Regions from separate parts of the Mus musculus genome. Here region 2 is linked to region 1. Evidence: chromatin contacts called from public promoter capture Hi-C data. All regions are on one chromosome and are shown on one strand. The core of a region is the stretch at or near the end of the contact, and the rest is flanking DNA. Distances in the headings are between cores, read along the strand shown.

The links. Capture Hi-C pulls out chosen DNA fragments and counts their contacts.
Region 2: a contact with region 1 is called in a promoter capture Hi-C map of adipose tissue. The contact joins the promoter of Smcr8 here to the promoter of Gemin5 in region 1. A contact is called at or near these places in 2 of 39 promoter capture datasets (liver and pre-B cells) and 1 of 9 other capture datasets (adipose tissue).

What each region holds. Positions count from the first base shown.
Region 1 is chr11:58,167,129-58,169,828 of GRCm38.p6, forward strand. It overlaps Gemin5 (gem nuclear organelle associated protein 5), which reads right to left and starts at 1,411. Exons shown (of 28, transcript NM_172558.3): 1 at 1,160-1,411; 2 at 581-741. The coding sequence starts at 1,325.
Region 2 is chr11:60,776,098-60,778,797 of GRCm38.p6, forward strand. It overlaps Smcr8 (Smith-Magenis syndrome chromosome region, candidate 8 homolog (human)), which reads left to right and starts at 1,428. Exons shown (of 2, transcript NM_001085440.1): 1 at 1,428-2,700. The coding sequence starts at 1,931. Top3a (topoisomerase (DNA) III alpha) reads right to left here and starts at 1,268. Exons shown (of 19, transcript NM_009410.3): 1 at 825-1,268. The coding sequence starts at 1,004.

The sequences.
Region 1 (2,700 bases), core at 161-2,660:
TTCCAGGACAGCCAGGGCTACACAGAGAAACCCTGTCTCGGAAAAAAAAAAAAAAAAAAAAAAAAAAAAGAGTTAGTGACTAGGGGCTGGAGAATAGCTCAGTGGCTACTTATCAAGAGGTCCCAGGTTTGATTCCCAGAGCTCTCACGGTAGTTTTAAACGGTCTATAACGGGATCTGAATGTCCCCCTTTGGTGTGCAGGCATACATTGGAAAAACTGACACCCCCCCCCTTCTCTCTCTCTCTATATATATACATATATATATATAAAAAAGAGAATGACTATCTATCTTTTTGCCTCCACTTCCCAAGTGCTATGATTACAGGTGTGCACCACCATGTTCATTTATGCAGTTCTGGGGACTGAGCCCAGGGCTTTGAGTGTGCTAGCCAGGCACTCTACCTAGCCAAGTTACAGCTGCTACCAGAAACTCTACTTTCTAAACAAAACATGCATCTTTAAAAAAAAGTTATTTGAGAGACTTTCCAACATATCTAAGTAGCCAACAAAAATGAGTAGCATTCCTCCATATGCATGAGATCTATTAAAACAATCTGAGGCCTCAGGATGCACAATTACCTGATGGAGTGTGTGTTCTGTCACTACAGTCTTGGTCTCTACATCCCAAACCTTCACAGTTCCATCGTCTGAGCTGGTGGCACAGAGGTTGTATTGTCCAGGGTGATGAGAAAAAGTGAAACCAGATACTCTTTCAGTGTGTCCCACCAACTCTCCTACCACTGCAAGCAAAACCAGACTTGGTTAACTAAAGCACTATCCAGACAGTTAGCCTGCATGTTGCTGGACAAACAACAAGCAGATAAACAGAAGTCACTTAACACACATGGAACAGAAACATCCACAGACGAAAGACAGAAACGCTGGGTGTCATCACCACTCATCTTACAGACATCACCGTCAAGTAATTGCCCAGCGGGATCAGAGAAGGGAGAACAGCCCCCACCCCAGGGGGCGTACTAGGGGCCGGCAGGGCCTTGGCCAAGCAGGAAGGCCAGGAGCACCCTAAACGCCGGGTCTAGGCTGGGTCAGTCCCTCCAAGCGAGAGAGGCCACGTGCGCGCGCCGCCGGACCCGGCGACTTACAGAACTCCCCCAAGAGGACGGCAGGAAGGACTGCGCCGACCCGTGAGGGGCTCACCTCGAAACGGGGGCGCCCCTGGGCTCGCGCCCGCACCCGGACCCACGCGGACGAGGAAGACGGAGGTCCGCGCAGCGAAGCCAAAGATGCCTCCGGGCGCCGCGTCGCTGCAGCGTGAGCAGTACCAGTTGGGGGACGGCGGCAGCGTCCGCGGCTCCGGCTTCATCTCCGCGGCCGCCCAAGCTCAGCAGAGGAGCTCTGGGACGGTGGTTCGCAACCGCGGCGTGGAGCGGGAGGGGGCGGGATCGATTTAAACCCCGCCCCTGGAGGCGGGCGCTACGGAGCGCGTTGAGGCCCAACCCGCGCCTCTCGCTCCCGTGCGCCGCCTGGAACTAAATTCCAGGTCCTGAGGTTACATATTTTCCTTAATTAAGGATTTAGACCTGTGGAACCCGCCAACCAGCCACTGAGCACACACGCACACGCACACGCACACGCACACACACACACACACACACACGCTAAATAAATAATAAAGGCCAACACACACACACATACACACACACACACACACACACACACACACACACACGCGCTAAATAAATAATAAAGGCCAACATGATGTGAAATACCCTGTTTCTACCAACCTCAAGGTTGACTAAGAGATGAGCTAATGCGTTTGTGTGCATTTACCGCCATATATACCTGTATTTAACTAAAGCTCCTTATTTTGTCCAATCCAGCAAGGCAAGTATTATTAAGCGAGAAACATCTGGGACAGATTGGACAAGGCAGTTCAGTATCCCAATTAAGTTTTTTTTTTTTTGGGGGGGGGGGGTTCGAGACAGGGTTTCTCTGTATAGCCCTGGCTATCCTGGAACTCACTCTGTAGACCAGGCTGGCCTCGAACTCAGAAATCCGCCTGCCTTTGCCTCCCGAGTGCTGGGATTAAAGGCGTGCGCCACCATGCCTGGCAAGTTTTTGTTTGTTTGTTTGTTTGTTTGTTTTTAAATGCTACATAGCGGCGTACTTTTCCAGTTTTTGGGAGGTGTTTTAAAGACAGATGCAAGAGTGTATTTAGCTGAAATACTAAAAGAATGAATCTGAGCTCTGGCTCAGCACTCAGGCAGGAGGATTGCCATGTGCTCCAGGCTAGGCAGCCTGGGCTATAGTATGAGAGCCTGTCAAAATAAATGAAATGAGTCAGGAATCAGAAAGGACAGGAAGAGACTCTGTAGTTGGGTGGGAATTCTGATTCCTGATACTGGGGTATTCAAAGATTAAAGAGCAGAGGTTTGACATCCCGCCTCCTGCTTAATGGAGTGCCTATGCTGTGAGAACTAGTTAGTGGTGTGGAGGGAAAAAAGAATTGAACTCTGCTTACAACTCAAACCCAAGCAACTTGTTCAGATTCGACTGTACTTCTGTACTGCTGTTAGCCCTTCCTGAATGTGGCATATGGAAACTTGCAATGGCTATCATTAATAGAGAGCCCTTACCTATGCTAGCATAGCCTAAGGGCACTAAATTCAGGGTTACCAGACTCCACATTGATCACTAGTTTTGCCAGGAGCACACAAACGCATTAGCTCGTCTCTTAG
Region 2 (2,700 bases), core at 178-2,677, 2.6 Mb after region 1:
GATCTCCATTGTTCAAGGCCAGCCTGATCTACTTAGCAAGTTCCAGGACAGCCAGGGCTACATCGTGAGACCCCTGTCTCCAAAACAGAAAAGAAAAAATTATTACTCAAAGACATTTTTAAGAGGTGAAGTAGTTAGGGGCCAGCGCCCACCTAACCTTGGCTCCCCCTTCCGGGTATTTTAAAACTGGAGGCAGAGGTCTGGAGATCCAACTGTTTGCAAAGAAAAGGGAACAGCTCCTAGGAAGGGCCTCCAGCTGAATGATAACGCAACAGTCCTTGGGGTTTTACCCTTCTCACCTCCGTTTTGTCAGGAGACAATCCTATCTTTCGTGTATCTTAGAATCAGTCTATAGGAGTAGTAATTGACTTCTCTAGTTCCTAAACCTAAGTGTTACCCCTAGGGTGCCACCACCCTAGTCACAGGGTCTGCAGAAGGCAGGGACAGGATTCCATAAGTAAGGCTTGAACGCCAAGATAAAGGAGTTGGTTACCGCTTTCCAATACTACTGAACTTGTGATTGACCAAGGAAGAGTTTTAAAATACACGTGTTCTCACACTCCAGACCCAAAGAAGGGAGAGCAATGCTCCACTGGTATGTGAGCCGAGCAGACAGATCCGGCGAGCAAAGGTCTATCAAAAGCGTGAAAAGGTTTTACATTTACAAAAAGCCTGAAGGCTAGGGAGAAACCGAGAAGTGAGGGCGGCCGGGAGGGGCCTCTCGCAAAATAGGCGGAGTCGCTTTCGCCCGGGCTCCCGGTACCCAACGCGCTGTCGGACTTTGTGGGCGTTCCTCAGGGAAGCAGAACCCAAGTGCTTCTTACCCGCCTCATACGCCCGTTGGACAGCAAGTCGGCGATCCCCTTGGCAGCGTCGTTTTTCTCCGCCACGCAGAGAACTTTTCGCACTCCTCGGAAGGCCACTTCCATGGCAGCGCGGGACAGGGCACGGCCTCCAGGCCGTCGGTGCCACTGAAACGCTAAGAGGGTGACCGGGAAGATCATTCCCTAGGTCCTGCTCCAGCAGCAACTCCACGGGTGCCCGTGCATGCTGGAGAACCCAGAGGAAAAGCCACGAGGAACTGTGAGAGCCACCTTAATAAATGCAGTTTTTCCAGGCAACTGCCGCCTCGATCAGAAACCCACACGTCCGAGTCTCGCTTAAACTCGCGCTCACAGACAACTTCCGCCCACTGCGCCACTAAGCAGCCTTGAACTACAACTCCCAGAATGCCTCATGCCCTGTGCACGTTCCTCCAACACCGTTTCTCCTCCTCCCTTCCACCCCACTGTATTCTACTTTCCTTTTCTTTATGACAATGGGTAGTTAACGGGACTTGTCCTCTGGAAGATCTGATTGGCAGGGCCTCTTAAAAGGCGCCACTAACTTGGAAGTCTGTGTGGGCGTTTCCGGGTCACGCGACGCTGATGCTGGGGAGTCATGTGATACCAAGATGGCGGTGCCGCGGTAGCTTCCCTGGGACAGTACGGTCCTAGGAGCGGCGACAGTTTCTGCCCTTAGGTCGTGGGGAGACTCATTTGACTGATTCTGCGGTAGCCCGTGGCGAGGATTAATGACACGATCAGAGCTGGGACTGTTGATGTCGCCGGTAGGTTCCGGGGAGTGCTGGTGACCTAGCTTCAGGAACCTTGCGCCGGCCCGGGCAAACGCTGGAGAATGGCCAGCCTCCGTCATCTGGACCTGCAGCTTTGGAGTTCATGAGGCTTGCCCAGGGCATCACAGGTCCCAAACCTTGAGAGTCTGCGGCAATTCGAGTTCTTCGTTGTGTGACAGGGCAGTTTAGGATCCCCGGAAGTGCAAAGAAGGCCGCAAGAACTTCGTTTTCGCATCCAGAGGCCTGACTCTCCCTCCGACCAACCCTACATTATTTTCCATTTCCTCTCAATGTGCTTGCCATATTTCAGGAAATATGATCAGCGCCCCTGATGTGGTGGCCTTCACCAAGGAAGATGAATACGAGGAAGAACCTTACAATGAGCCCGCTTTGCCTGAGGAGTACTCAGTCCCTCTCTTTCCTTATGCCAGCCAGGGGGCAAACCCCTGGTCTAAACTGTCTGGGGCCAAGTTCTCCAGGGACTTCATCCTCATTTCCGAGTTCTCTGAGCAGGTGGGACCCCAGCCCTTGCTTACCATCCCCAATGACACCAAAGTTTTTGGCACTTTTGATCTTAATTACTTCTCTTTGCGGATTATGTCGGTGGATTACCAGGCTTCATTCGTAGGCCATCCTCCCGGTTCTGCCTACCCCAAGTTGAACTTTGTGGAAGACTCTAAAGTGGTACTGGGAGACTCTAAGGAAGGGGCCTTTGCATATGTGCACCACCTCACCTTGTACGACCTGGAGGCCAGGGGCTTTGTGAGGCCCTTTTGTATGGCTTATATCTCCGCAGACCAGCATAAAATCATGCAGCAGTTCCAAGAGCTCTCGGCCGAATTTTCCAAAGCATCTGAGTGCTTGAAGATGGGCAACAGGAAGGCATTCGCTGGGGAACTTGAAAAAAAGCTGAAAGACTTGGATTACACAAGGACAGTGCTACACACAGAAACCGAGATCCAGAAGAAAGCCAACGACAAGGGTTTTTATTCTTCTCAGGCGATTGAGAAAGCCAATGAACTGGCCAATGTGGAGAAGTCCATCATCGAACATCAAGATTTGCTGAGGCAGATCCGCTCATACCC